Regions from separate parts of the Mus musculus genome. Here region 1 is linked to region 2. The links are chromatin contacts, called in public Hi-C maps. All regions are on one chromosome and are shown on one strand. The core of a region is the stretch at or near the end of the contact, and the rest is flanking DNA. Distances in the headings are between cores, read along the strand shown.

Region 1 (6,852 bases), core at 798-3,297, 320 kb before region 2:
TCCTCTCTGATACCCATTCCAATTCCCTCAGCTATTGTCTCAGGCTTTCTATGACTGCAGTGAAACACCATGACCAAAGCCAATGTGGAAACTAAAGGGTTTAGTTTACTTTACAACTTTTCTATTATGAAGGGAAATCAGGGCAGAAACTCAAGACAGGAACCTGGAAGCAGGAACCGAAGCAAAAGTCATGGAAGAATGCTGCTTACCGGCTTGCTCCCCATGGCTTGTTCAGCCTGTTTCTTATTCAATCCAGAACTACCTGCCCAGGGAATATACCCATCGTGGGTGGGGCACTTCCATACTCCTTCCATGTTGATTGCTAATCAAAGAAATGCCCCACAGACTTACTTATAGGCAATCTGATGTAGGCATCTTCTCAATTGAGGTTTCCTCTTCCCAGATGACCCCAGCCTGTGTCAAGTTACTGTAAAAAACTAGCCAGGACAGTCACACTAAAGTCTGGCCTGTGTGTCCCTAGGGTAACAACTACTCTCATCTCACCCTTTATCTGTTGGTTCTGAGGTCAAGACAGCACCACCAAGCAAAGAACTGGGTGAGAACGAGCCAAAGCCCTCGTGTGTCCTTCCTCTTTAAGATTAGGACCTGTACTGCCTGTTCCAGTGTCTCAAAACTGTAGTCATGCTTGGTCCAGTTTAGGACCTGTGCTGAGTAGGGTAATACACTCAGTGACAGTTTTCATGGAACAGTTTGGGTCTTTCTCTCATTTACAAATACACCTATAGAATACGCGCACACACAAATGCGATCTCTCTCTCTCTCTCTCTCTCTCTCTCTCTCTCTCTCTCTCTCTCTCATACACACACACACACACACACACACACACACACACACAGATTTCAAGAATCTGTATGTGTGTAGGAAGCATACATTAGCCTTATCAATACAACCAGCCATTTCATGTAATAGCTCCCCAGTGATCAAGCACCCATGTTTTTTCCTGCCTTTCCCCTTTCATGTGTGTGTCCGTATTTAAACCCTAGTCCTTATCTACTTTTCTAAAGAGGTTGTCACTGTTTCGGGCAAGCCATTCCCATACACACAGCTGTTTCTCAGGCAGCTAGACTACATATGTCTGCCCCGCCCTCTTAATAAATATAACATAGGGTATATTTATATCTCCTACATTCAGAGTGGGTCTTCTGTCCTTAGGTATCTTTAGGGACGCACTCTCTCGGACATGCCCAGAGGTGCATCTCTGGTGGGGATTCTCAACCCAGACAATTCGCTTCAGCATTAACGAATTCCAGGGCTCGCCTTAGAGTCAGAGCTCTGGGAGGGTCAGTGAGGTGCTTTTCTAGATTAATTTAACTGAGAGGAGAAGATTACTCTCAACTGGGGTAGTGCCATTCCGTGGGCCCATGGGTCCTTTACTGCATAAAAAGTTGAATACCAGCATTTATCCCTCCCTGCCTCTTGACTGTGGGTATGATGTCACCAGCTGCTTTAAGTTCACCATGCCCTCCCACTTCCATAAAATGGGGCCTTGAGCCATGAGCCCAAACAAAACTTTCTTCCATTAAGTTGCTTCTCCTCGGGTTTTTGTCACAGCAACAAGGTGAGTAACTGTTAGATCCTCTTTGTGGCTGTGTCACGCTCTCCTTCCTTACTCTTCCTTGCTGTCTTTTATTTTAATTTTAAAGACTACATTTATTTGTGTGTGTGCACGCATGCGCAGCATGTGTGCACACACCACACACACACATCTGAGCCGCGCGTGTGCGCGCACACACACACAGGTTAGATGACAACTTTTAGGAGTTGGTTTTTGCTCCTTAGGATGGAACTCAGGTCATCAGACACGGAGGCAGTGCCTTTACCTGCTGAGCCATCTGTCTCATGGGTGCTGTTGCGGAGGAGTTCGTTATCCTTGGTAGTGCCTTCGCTCTCCTTCCTTCTTTTTCACTCACCCTGTCCACGCTGCCATCCACAGTATTTCCAGTTGCAACTGCTCTCTATTACCCATCTATCCCTACCGTCCTGACAGTGCTTCCGTAGGCTGTTCAGTAGCTGATGTATTCGTAGTGTTCCGCTCCTCTAAGAGTTCTTCCTTACGTCACAGCCCATAGGGAAGGCGTACACGCCCCACAGAAGCTGCAAGCACAGATCTTATCTGTGAACTTGTGAAGACATTGCTAAATGGCTATGGCATCCTTTTCCACCAAGGCGCCTCAGGATATTACTCATTTGCCGTGAGTAACTGCTCCAGGCTGGATGACTAGTCAATTCGACAGAACCCAATTCCTTCTCTAGCTAATTCCGTGGCCTTGCTCATAATTACAGCTTAATCCTTTGCTCATTTGCAGGGACTTTCACGCATAGATTGCTGAAGTGTTTTCCACCAAGGGCCGCTTTTCATTCAGGAGAGGCTGTGAAGGCAGAGACTAGGGGGCTGTGGTGCTCTGCCCTTACAGCGGAGAGACAGACAACGTAGCACAGAGCTGCTAGGGTAACCAATGTGCTCTTGCCTAAGGGGCCAGGTTGTCACACCCATTTTATTTTCCTCTCAGGGGTCCCTCTGGGAGACCTTGTTATTTCTGTGGTTCAGAATTGCAGATGGGTAAAAGGCTGTAGCAACTGCGCGGAATGGCCATGCTCTGGAGTCTCTCGGGTCAAGACGAGGATGTGTTCACATGTCACAGCCCATTTCGTTACTGTGGCGGACTTCTCAGCAGGCATGACTGAAATCTCTCCCCTGGGAATAGCAGGTGTCTCCAACAAATAGCCGCATCAAAGTCACAGAGATCTAAGTCTTATGTTCCAAAGTCCATTTGGGAAGCCACAGAGACGCCAAAGCGTCTCTGAACACAAGATCAGTGTCACCTGTTAATCTATCTGCTAATTTTCTTAGGTTGTACTGTCCAGTGCAGTTGCCATCCGTCCTGTGAAGCTACGTCAACATGAAACTAAATTAAATTAAAATGAAATGAAATTAAAAATTTAGTTCTTCAGTCATGTTAGCCACATTTCAAGTGTTCTATCTACACTGGCTATGTGTCTGGCCGAGTGGCTCCCATGTCATATGTGGAACACTGCAGTAGGCCTGTGTCTGAGCCAAGGTGCTCTGGGCAGTGTCTGTTGTGTGTTTGGAACCCAAACTGCAGAGACATCCAAATACACACGGTGGCTGAGTGGTACAGAGAGAGGCACATTGGGTTGGTTGCTGTTGGATTTTAAATTAATTTCCGGTCATTTTGTCAACCATTTGGCAACATTCAGTTCTGTGACCCTCACCTGGTCATTGTGGCCTACACGTTTAGAGGCTATGATTCATATCATACAACTTTTATGTTGCTCTCAGCCAAATAAATGCTTTTCTCCTTAAGGCTCTTTGTTTAATGTGTCCTCTGAGGAGAGCATCAGGGGACTGTTTATGTGTTGTAGTCAGAGGCTGGTGTGGTAAGCAAGAGTGTGCTGTTTATTTTCTGTTGTTTCTGTAGCTAGTATCTTCCACGATCCACGTGAACTCTCTTTTGCATGCGTTTGCATGGTCGGGTGATTTGCAGTTGCCTCAATATGAAAGAGGTAGAGAACTCAGTCATTCAAGAGAGGCACCATTGGGGAATGACGTAAGGCTTCTAACTGCTCTGTGACATTTTTATTCCTACTTCTTCTCTGGCCTTAAATAAGAGCTTGTGTGCACCAAAAATAGACCACCCAGTTCCGTGTGGCTAAAGCTGCCACAAGATTTTGAATGAGGTCCATTTGAAATGACTTCAGATAGATTGCGGTGGCTATCCCCGATGTAAAGTTTATTCTTCATTGCAACTGGAAGCCAAGTGTTTGCCTCCCAGAGTACTCCGAAGATGAGATTAATTTTTAAAAGCGCGAAATAGCACGAAATAAGAAAAAAACAGAAATAAAATAAAGTGTGGCATGTGAAAAACATCTTTATGATTTTTAAAAAAGATTTATTTATTTAGTATAGGTAAGTACACTGTAGCTGACTTCAGATACCCCAGAAGAAGGCATCAGATCTCATTATGGGTTGTTGTGAGCCACCATGTGGTGCTGGGATTTGAACTCAGGACCTTCAGAAGAGAAGTCAGTGCTCTTAACCACTGAGCGATCTCTCTAGCCCCCCATCTTTATTTTTTTTATCCATAGGTTTCACAGATTAGTATTCATCCTTGTGATTTTTGACTGAATTGCCTCTTGGAATATGCTCTGCCTGAGTGACTATTATTTATGCTCTCTCCTTTCCCACACCATCCAGAGGTTAGAATCCTGAGAACTGTTTGGAATAAGGAATCCAAATATTGTCTTCCAGCTTCACCTTGTCACGACAGTCCTCGCCAGGGACAGCTGAGGTGGGTTGACTCATCACATGACTCTTGACCAAAACCTCATCTTACGTGACTTCCTTCAGCCTCCCTCCAGCAAAGGAAGAGTTTGACTCTTGTTTTTTCCCCCTAAGGTTTAATAAAAGCTCCCCAGGCAGTGCTATTATTTTTTTACTTGAGATTCAAGACTAATTCATTTTTCTCCTTTATGGCTTTAAACTTTAAAAATGGAAATGTAATTTATGTACAGTGAAATGCACATATTTTTAGTATATACTTTGATGGGTTTTGACAAACACATACATCACGTAACCCACTATCAAGAGGTAGGGGATTTGTATCTCCTTCGTAAGTTCCCTTCACCCTTTCCCAATCCACACACAATGACTGATCAGTGCAGCTCACCTAGAATCTCATATCCTTTCGTATCAGGCATTCTTCGTTTTCTATGAATTTTAATTAAACATTGAAACATTGGACCAAACCCCTTGGCAGAAAGGCTAATTCTAAAAATATAAAGAGAATGACTTGGTCTTTTAGAAAAATCTTTTTAATTTCTGATTGTCATGACAATGTGGGTTTTGACAGGTTAGTTAAACTCTCTGAGCCCCAATTACCACTCTAAAAGGATTGCTAAAGTATCACCTTTCAACATTTTTTACTACGCTAAAGTAAAATAAGCATCATTTGTGGAGTGTTAAAATATTGTCCATTCCTTCTTTTAGAAGAGAATGTGTTTTTCATCAGAGACTAACAAGTCAGTTTGGCCAATTGTGTGGCCGTATGTTAGCATAGCTATTCATTACAATCAGCATATTATAAATGTCAATTGTTAAGTAGGCAGAGACCAAATTATTCTTTTATACAATTGTGTGTGTGTGTGTGTGTGTGTGTGTGTGTGTGTGTGAGAGAGAGAGAGAGAGAGAGAGAGAGAGAGAGAAAACACTCATTTAATCTTTATGCATGTCCTATGAAAAATTATCTTCTGTTGTCTTCAATAGACCAGGAAACAGAAACACAATGTGGACTTTTAAAAATCAGACCTGTAGCATTAAAGAGTTCACTTCGAATGGAGTAAAACTATGTCCCCAGACAAGGGAACCTTTAGTCTTGTGACTGGTCTGCACACAGAGGAGTTTCCGGTGCAAGCTGGGACCCAAATGGAACAGATGTGTGCTTCACTGAAGCAGCCCACATGCCTTCTGCCTCCTATGCAGCTGGTGCTTGGTCGTTGACTGAGTCCATTCCTTACCGATTCATTCATGAACAGGGTGTGCTATTCTAACCACTTATGCAACTCCTATAAGGCAGAAAGTATTCTGGGCACTGGAAAGTCAGCAGTACGAGAGAGAGAGAGAGAGAGAGAGAGAGAGAGAGAGAGAGAGAGAGAGAGAGAGAGAGAGAGAGAGAGAGTCCCCACCCCATTGAAACTCAAATTTTGACTCAGGAGGATGGACAGAAAACTTAACTAATTATTTAATTAATTAACTTCAGGTCAGTAAGTACTTTGGAGAAAAACAAAAAAGAAAAGTGTAGGTTTCTAGAATATGCTATTTGCCTTTCTATAGATGTCGACGGAAGACCTTGCTACCCTCTCAATTTGTAGAACTCATAAATGAAGGAGGACAGGAGTGAACTTCACAGATAGGAGAGGGGCTCTAGCCAGAGAGAACAGAAATTCAAAAGCAGCAGGGCAGTAGGCACTTGGGTATTTTCTATGAACAGCCGAGAAGCCAGTGAGCTTGGAGTGGGCGGAGCCAGAGAAGAGTGATAGACAAGAGCCATAGGGAGCCAATCATGGAGCTTGGACCTTACTGTGAGTGGCATTCTAAGCTACGGGAAGATTCTGAATGGAGAAAGCACATGATTGGATTTGTTATTCTAAGGATTCATTCTGGCTTCTGAAAAGGCCACATGGAAGTGTAGAGCCCAGTTGGTAGACAAACACAACAGTCTAGGCAAGAAGGGATGCTGGCTTAGGTGGGCTTTGTCATTTTGGGGGCCATGGGAAGTGGTTGGACTTTGCATGTGACCCACAGGACTTGCTAGCAGGTGGGCTGTCATTTGTGAAAGAGTGGTCTAACATCTGTCAGTGGCTGTCTTGTGAGCTGGTAGGATAGAATCACCATTGACTAGATGGGGATGGCAGAGAGAGGAATGGGCTTGAGAAGTGAGTTAAGATGAGTAGAGATGTTCGATGGACAGACAGATATGTGAACTGGAGTTTTAGGGACAAGAGTTTTCGGAGATGAGGGGAGTTTAAAAGCAGAGCCTAAAGGAGCATGCTTCAAGGAGTGGACATGCAGGCAGAGGAGGAGCAGGGGGACACCTGTAGCTGATGAGGTTGGCTTAAAGCGCAATTGCTGTTGATTATCAGATGTTGTTGGAAAGCTTTTATTCTGTTCTTACTGTTGAATATTCCGTGCCCTTTCTAGCCTGTTCTTCACCATGCCATGCTATGGGGTATTCTTCCTTTTATCTCTAGGATGGAAACCAGCCCTGCACACTGCTGGCTCTGGAGGCCTGGTAGATTAACAGGCACCGGACT
Region 2 (6,864 bases), core at 1,041-3,540:
ACACTGGTTATGACTTGGTCAGAAAAATCAGAAACTTCTTCAGATAGGAGACATATTAATTTATGGAACTTCTCTACCCTGTGGAGAGCTGAGGGAGGGAGGTCAGGAAGGCCTCTGTCTTCATTTAGATCCTTTCAATGCAGAGCCTGAGGCCAGGATTAAGGGGCAAAGGACTTATTTGGAAGGTGAGCCCAGAGAACAGCAAGAGAATGAGCAAGAGGAGCAGCCAACAGAAAGATACGTTACTGAAGTTGTATCGGAGAGGTAGAAGTTGTCTTCTGTCGGGATCTGCTGGGAAGCATGAGGTACCTCCTAGCTTTGTCTTCACAAATTATAGCGGGTAGGAGGGTTGACCTGCCAAGTAATGCCCCAGAGATATTACCCTCATGTGTCTCTCAGCAGCACATGTAAGCCTGCTTAACTCTCGTGGCTCCTGCAGCTTTAGAGGAATCTTAAAACCCAGAGTGAAAATGTGTAGTTCACACTTGAGGTAGACAGCTGTAGGCCCAGTGGGAGCTAAAGCTCACGTGGAACTGTGTGGTTAGGGCTGAGATGAAAAGGAAAGAAAGCCTGAACCAGGACACAGAAGTATCTACCATAGAGTGTTTTAGAAAGCAGGGCATTGAAGCGCTGTAGAGGAGGGGCCACTAGCAGCCACGCCTCCAGGTCTCTGGTGGGCTCAAAGGAGCCTGAGCTAAGCCTTCCTTGTCTTGACTTGGACTTTCCTCAGCTGCTACAGGAGAATAATGTCTTTGCTCTGTTGCAGCTTTCCTAAGTCATGGAGATGTCCCCAGTTGTGAGACTCCAACAGAATCCTGATAGAAAGGTCCCTGGTAAATAACGCTTTCAGGTCTCATGGCCCTGAAGTATCATGGAAGCTCAGAAGGACGGGGTCAGACTAAGTAGCTGTCAATGATACCTGGTCCATCAGTATCTACTGAGGTCCTTATAAAAATGCCTTCAATAATGAAATCACCTGCATCTTGCCCCAGTGCAGGGGAAGGTTACAGGTGTGTTGGTGGCCAAAGCCATGACACTGATCCTAGGTAGATGGCAAACCCTGCAGCTGCTTAGTCCCATTGGCTTAGAGCCTGGGGTAGAAGCGCAGCACGTGATGCAGGACCTCATGGGAATCATACATGAAAACAGATGAACAGCAGGTGCTCCCAGAGGCTGCGTTTGTGCTCCCAGATGCTAAGAGGCTAGGATGCCCCTGGCTCCCATGATGCCTGAGGAAATATCCCCACTGGTAATAGAGGAACTGTGTGCCTGTTCCTGTTAGTAAGCAAGCTGCTTGACCATCAGGCCTTACCCATGGTGCAGAGACAGGAAAGGAGCTGCACTTAGGCCCTGTAGATGTCCAAGCAGTGCATAATATTTAGCCTTCATGACAAGCAGCATCCTCTTGTTTGAGGAGAAACAAACATGTACTTCTTTCTTTCTTTCTTTCGGCTCCCATTTCATCCTCTCATTTTGCAGTATAGCCTTCTTGTCTTTAAGACTTCTTGCCTTTCATAGCAAGCAAGGAACCTCAGGGCGTTACCTACCCCATAGGATCCGTTTTTGGTATGATGCCCCCTCCAAAAGAAATACAGAAACAGATTGGAAAATGCTTGAATAAATGAAAATGATTAGATGACCGTCACAGCCTGAGTGTATGCTCAGGCAAGGGAGGCGCATGTGCAGCCCAGGGAAGTTCTGAGCTCTTCTTTGCTCTTGGCTAATAAAATGGTTATTGTCCCTGGCCAAATGCCCATCAGTCACCTGACTCTTCCTCCCACCAGCCATGCTGTCTATGGATTCAATGCCACCTGGTCCCCAAATAAAAGATAAAATCTCTTCTTTAATTTCAAACTCATTTCTGGAGCCGTGCAACTAGATTCATTGTGGTAAGGAATCAGAGTGTGTTTAAAGTGAAACTACTTAAAATTTGGAGCTTGTATCCTTGGTTAAACTAGCTTCTGGTTTAAGTGGTCAGTAGCTGCCTGTGACTTGTAGCTACTGTCTTGGTCAATACAACTTCTGTAATATTTCTATGACCTCAGAAATTTTTACTGGACAGCCCCCTGCATCAGTCTTACAGCAAGTCACCCATGCATGTATTCAAACAGGCACCAAACACCCACTATGTTCCAGTATTCTGAGCATTAGATATCCCCCAGTTGGAGGGAGAGACAAAAACTGCCTACCATGTACATTTTGATTTAAAAGCCTGTGTCTAGATGTCAGTGTGTATCCGTGGATTAAGGACAGACAGCTGTGGCAAATAGATGACTTGTTTTCTAACTTCCTGGCACATGCCCAGTCTGACTTGGGTGTAATTAGTTGTGGCCATTGTTTGTTTTGTCCAGCTTATCGATCCCATGTTAGACACTGACTTGCACAGCAGAGATGGGTAATATGTTTGACTTATCTCTCCATGTTGACTGTCCCTGTTAATCTTTCAGGTTCTGAAAGGAAGGTTTCTTTGTAAGTAGTTGTTCTCAGATTTACCTATTTGGATCAGTTCCAGCAGCCTGTGTTTCGAATGTAAATTCGATGCTGGGAGATGGTTCAGTGGATAAAGATGCATTTGTAGTCCAGCCTGACGACCACATGTTGGTTGACCTGCCACAAACCCTGTGTTGTTAAGTTCTACCTTATACTTGGGAATTTCTCAAAGAGCAGTAACATCACTAGCCCGGGAAGTTGAACCGTGGAGACAGGTGACATTTCTAAATCATCCACTGGAAAACAGATTCCCTTTGCTAGATGCTTCCAGCAAGATCCTTGAATGCCTGCACTAGCCCACTAGAGAACTGCTGGATTACAGTAGGCTGCAGCTGGAGTGAGCATTGGAAGCTGGTCTATCTGTTCCAAAGTGGAGATGTAAATGACTTGTCCAAGGTCACAATTATATATTAAAACTCTTACCGTACCATAATCCTAAGGCAGAGACAATTGTGAATAAAGCAGGGGGTTCTCTACTTCAGTTTATTATACATCTTGAAGGGCTTGAAGCTGATTGCTGGGAGCCCACTCTGAATTTTCTGATTCTGGCTCTAAGTAGAACCTGATAATATGCATTTCTAGTAAGTTTCCTTATGTCAGTGGTATAAGGACTGTATCTTAAAAGCCACGGGTATAAGCCATATCATTACATTATTGAAATGGTAGTAGCTTAAGGAGAGAGAACTGGTCTACCTATTAGCAGTCTGGGGAAGGAACCAGCAGAGAGGTATCCATATCCATGCAGGTCTGAACTAGGATTTGGCACCACCTAGTGGCTGACATCTAATGCTGTTTCTTCATGGATGGAGACAATGCTGAGTCCTGTGGTTGAGTTAGGCTCTTAGAATCTATTGGATAGTGAATGGCTCACCAGCTATCTCCTGGTTTGCAAGCATTTCTTTTGATGCATTGGTTTGGGGAGATTGAATTTTGAGGCTCAGCAGCCATCTTTAAACTACTGGCTACTTCTGTATGTGCCTTTACCTCTTGAGCCTGTATCCCACCCTTCCCCAGCAGATAAGGGCAGTTCTGTCTCAGAAGCTGGAGAGGAAGATGTACTATGTCCTAAATTGTACTGTAGTGGGAATTTTTTTTTCTGCCAGTGATAGAACGTGCAAAACTTACACATCACACACCTGCCTCAGCAGCAGCATCTTCGTCCTTGTCACCGTCGTTGTCCTACCTCTGGGTTTTTACATCCTTCCATATACACCTGTCAGAAATCCGTTTGAATGCCCAAAGCCTTAGCTTATGCTCCCCCACCTCTAAGACTCATCCTAACCCTCCCGTCTCCACCTCTGGAGTGCTCTGGCTACAGCTTGAGTGTCTAGCTATCGAGTGACTTTTGATAAGATACTCTCTCCCCCTGATAAACTGTCAGTCCTCTGGGAGTCAAGGCGCCATTTCACTTGGTCCAGTGCAGCACTGTTATATCACAAGGCGCCAGTTTTATGAGACCGACCTCTGCCACCTTCCATACACACCGTCACCTTCCACCAGCCTCTCTCCTTGCAGGTGGCTATAGTCCATGACGAGGAAAGGGTCTTCCCTGCACTCCGAGGGGTAGCCCTTGCTGTAACCCCAGCTAAACTCAACTAAGATCCCTCGTGGTGCAGGTCATGGAAAGAACGACTACCCCACCTTTACAGCAACTGATGCCAGTAGCTTCTGTTCCTTGTCCGGCTCTAGTCTTTGCAGATCCCCACACACCCTTCCTTCCCTGAGCCTCCCTTTGAGTCGTCCTCATTCCAAGCACCTGGTGAAGCATGGCGAGGGAACACTGAGAGAGGGGTTAATCGGAGTCAGAGGAGGACGAGAAAGTGCCTCAACACTGCGCATGTGCTGCTTCAGACTGGGACTGTGGGAGAGATGGCGGATCTAAATATTTAAGAAACACTGAGTCACTCCCTCTGTGTGGTGAATGTGACTTGCAAATGTGCTTTTCATTTATTGTCCCGCCTCCTCTCATAAAACTGCCACTTGCAGGAGAGAGGAAGAGTGGCTCTGGCCTAGCCGTGCCTGAGTAGTGTGTGAAGCCGAGGCAGGAATCCCACTCTTTTTCCCAGGGGCACAGTCGTCCCTGGGGAGGTCCCTTTGGTATTTGGGGGAGCCTCTTTTCCTCTGTCCTAGGTTCAGTTCTCACTGTTAAGCCCGAATCTTAATCCTGAGAGTCATTTCCAGTTGTCCTACCCCAGAACCCGGGTGTTAGAGTTCCTGGAGGACGAGGAGTCTATTTTTAAAATAGATTCTGGGACTGGGGAGGTAACTCACTAAAGTGCTGGCTGTTCAAGTAACGAGGACCTGCGTTAGATCCCTGGAACCCACATGAAATAGCTGGGTATGATGGAATGTGCTTGTAATCTTAGCACTAGGGTGGTAGAGGGACCCAGGGACCTGCTGGCCAGCCAGCCTGCTCTACTCTTGGCACGCTCCAGTCCAGTGAGGTAACCTGTCTCCAGAAACAAGGATGGCTGATCCGGAGGAACCACAACCCAAGGTTGAATCTCTCCAACATACACAAACATGCACATACACACACACATGCAGAGCGACAGAGACAGACACACAGAGAGACAGACACAGAGAGACTGGCTGACTGACTGACATCAGTCTTGATGGACAGCTAGCTTGGGAAACCATTAGTCTAAATAACCCCTGAATGATTTGTTTCTAACCCAGGCATCAGAGCACAGTAGACTCATCAAGGTCATCCCACGCTATTTAAGATCTTCAGAGTTGAGATCAAAGTGACTGCTTTATGATGCTTTTTGGAACAAGATATAAAAATGAGACTTGTTAGAAATACTGAGATGTTTTGACTCTGAACTTAGTGGTAAGTTAGATCTAACTGTGTGGGTCTAACCCATGCTAACCACACTCTGAAGGTGAAGGAAGTTTAGTCTACATTGGCCCACACCACTGTTGCCCACAACGTTAGTTTGTTTTTCATTACAATTTTGATTTCAGCTGTGCATCTCAGGAACTACATTTCCTGAGGAATGGCTTGATCTAAATTATGTATTCTGAAATATTGAACCAGAATCACAAAATAAAACTATACTGAATGGAGAGTTTAAAAATGAATCTCTTAGTATTCAGGTGGTATTGGAAAAGCTAAGAGAAGAGAACAGAAGGGTTTGAAGTTATAAAGTTTACCAAGGACTGTGATGTTGTGGACAGTTTTATATACTAAAATCCACTGCCTCTAATGCATGACCAATGGGTTTCAGTGTTCTTTCCATTTGTAAATAAATGATCTGTGGAATATTTAGCCTATCTCTTACAGCCATGCCGCCTTTTGGATGTGACAACATCATCACTATAACTTTCTGGGACAAATGCCTATTGTCCAGAGGAAACACACATCTGTAGGTCCCAAAATTCAATATCTGGAGATATTTTTCAGGCACCGTAAAAAGAAAAAGAAAAATGACTAAGTTTACTATGGCTAAGAAGTAATCTTTCACAAGCACCGCAGTCTAAATGACAGTGCATACTCTGTTGGTAGTTGGCAGCTTTGCAATATTACTTAATTCACTGACCTCAATATCCTGTCTTTAATACCAAAACCATAAAGAGGAGGTGTGATCCACATTCTTGGCCTCACACAAGCTCCATCCTCAAAGGAGATGAATGCTCATAACAGGCCTTGTGTACCAGAAAAGGAGACCAGTGTGAGTCTAGAAAACTTCAGATGCTGGTACTCTGTGTGTGTGTGTGTGTGTGTGTGTGTGTGTGTGTGTGTGTGTATGCACATCATGGGTGCATGCATATGGTCATCTGTGAATGTGTGTACATGTAAGTGCATATGCATGAGTGAGAGTGTGGAGGTCAGAGGTCATCATCGGTTTATCTTCCTCATATGTGTCACCCAGCACTGGCTTGAAGACACGCAGCATGCTGTCTTCTATCATATGTGGACACTAAGTCTTGTGCGAGCTCTGACTCGCCAGCAAGAACGACGCTGCAACAGGATCCTTCTGCACACGTTTATTGGGAGAGCTTGATTGCAGAGGCGAAGAGACCCCAAGCCCAGAACTGGTGCTGCTTATATAGGCCTAGGAGAGGCATGTCTCACACCCGGATTGGTTATGCATGGGTTATGCTTACCACCTCATTTGCATGCCTACATCTGATTGGTTAACTTGTCTCTCATCTTATTGGTTAACTTGTCTCTCATCTGATTGGTTAATTTTGGTTAATTCTCAAAATCTCATCTTGGCAAAAGAAACTTTACTGCCTATGTATGTGTGGTGGCCAGTGGAAGCCAGTGCCACCCTGCAATGGCACATGTGGCTTCCCACAACTAAGGATCCATATCAGGCACTCAGTCTTGTACACAAGCATTGCAGAGCCCAGCCCCGGCCACTCAGG

The links. A called contact is a pair of places that touch in the nucleus more often than the background predicts.
Region 1: a Hi-C map of the N1E-115 cell line shows a contact between it and region 2, with 3 times the contacts expected there. The contact joins two enhancer-like sites. A contact is called at or near these places in 2 of 484 Hi-C or Micro-C datasets (the N1E-115 cell line and embryonic stem cells) and 2 of 115 datasets of contacts at active chromatin or transcription factors (embryonic stem cells and large pre-B cells).

What each region holds. Positions count from the first base shown.
Region 1 is chr9:103,936,931-103,943,782 of GRCm38.p6, reverse strand. It overlaps Gm29154 (predicted gene 29154), which reads left to right. Exons shown (of 7, transcript NR_168125.1): 4 at 4,238-4,331. Among named protein-coding and RNA genes, the nearest start is that of Gm32797, 4.6 kb to the left of the region's middle. Within about 2 kb of position 2,047, at least 11 of the 459 cell types and tissues checked have an H3K27ac peak or open chromatin away from gene starts, as enhancers often do. A contact at or near this core is called in the N1E-115 cell line, where this site is marked.
Region 2 is chr9:103,621,242-103,628,105 of GRCm38.p6, reverse strand. All of the region lies in intron 2 of Tmem108 (transmembrane protein 108), which reads left to right. Among named protein-coding and RNA genes, the nearest start is that of Gm32682, 51 kb to the right of the region's middle. Within about 2 kb of position 2,290, at least 8 of the 459 cell types and tissues checked have an H3K27ac peak or open chromatin away from gene starts, as enhancers often do. A contact at or near this core is called in the N1E-115 cell line, where this site is marked.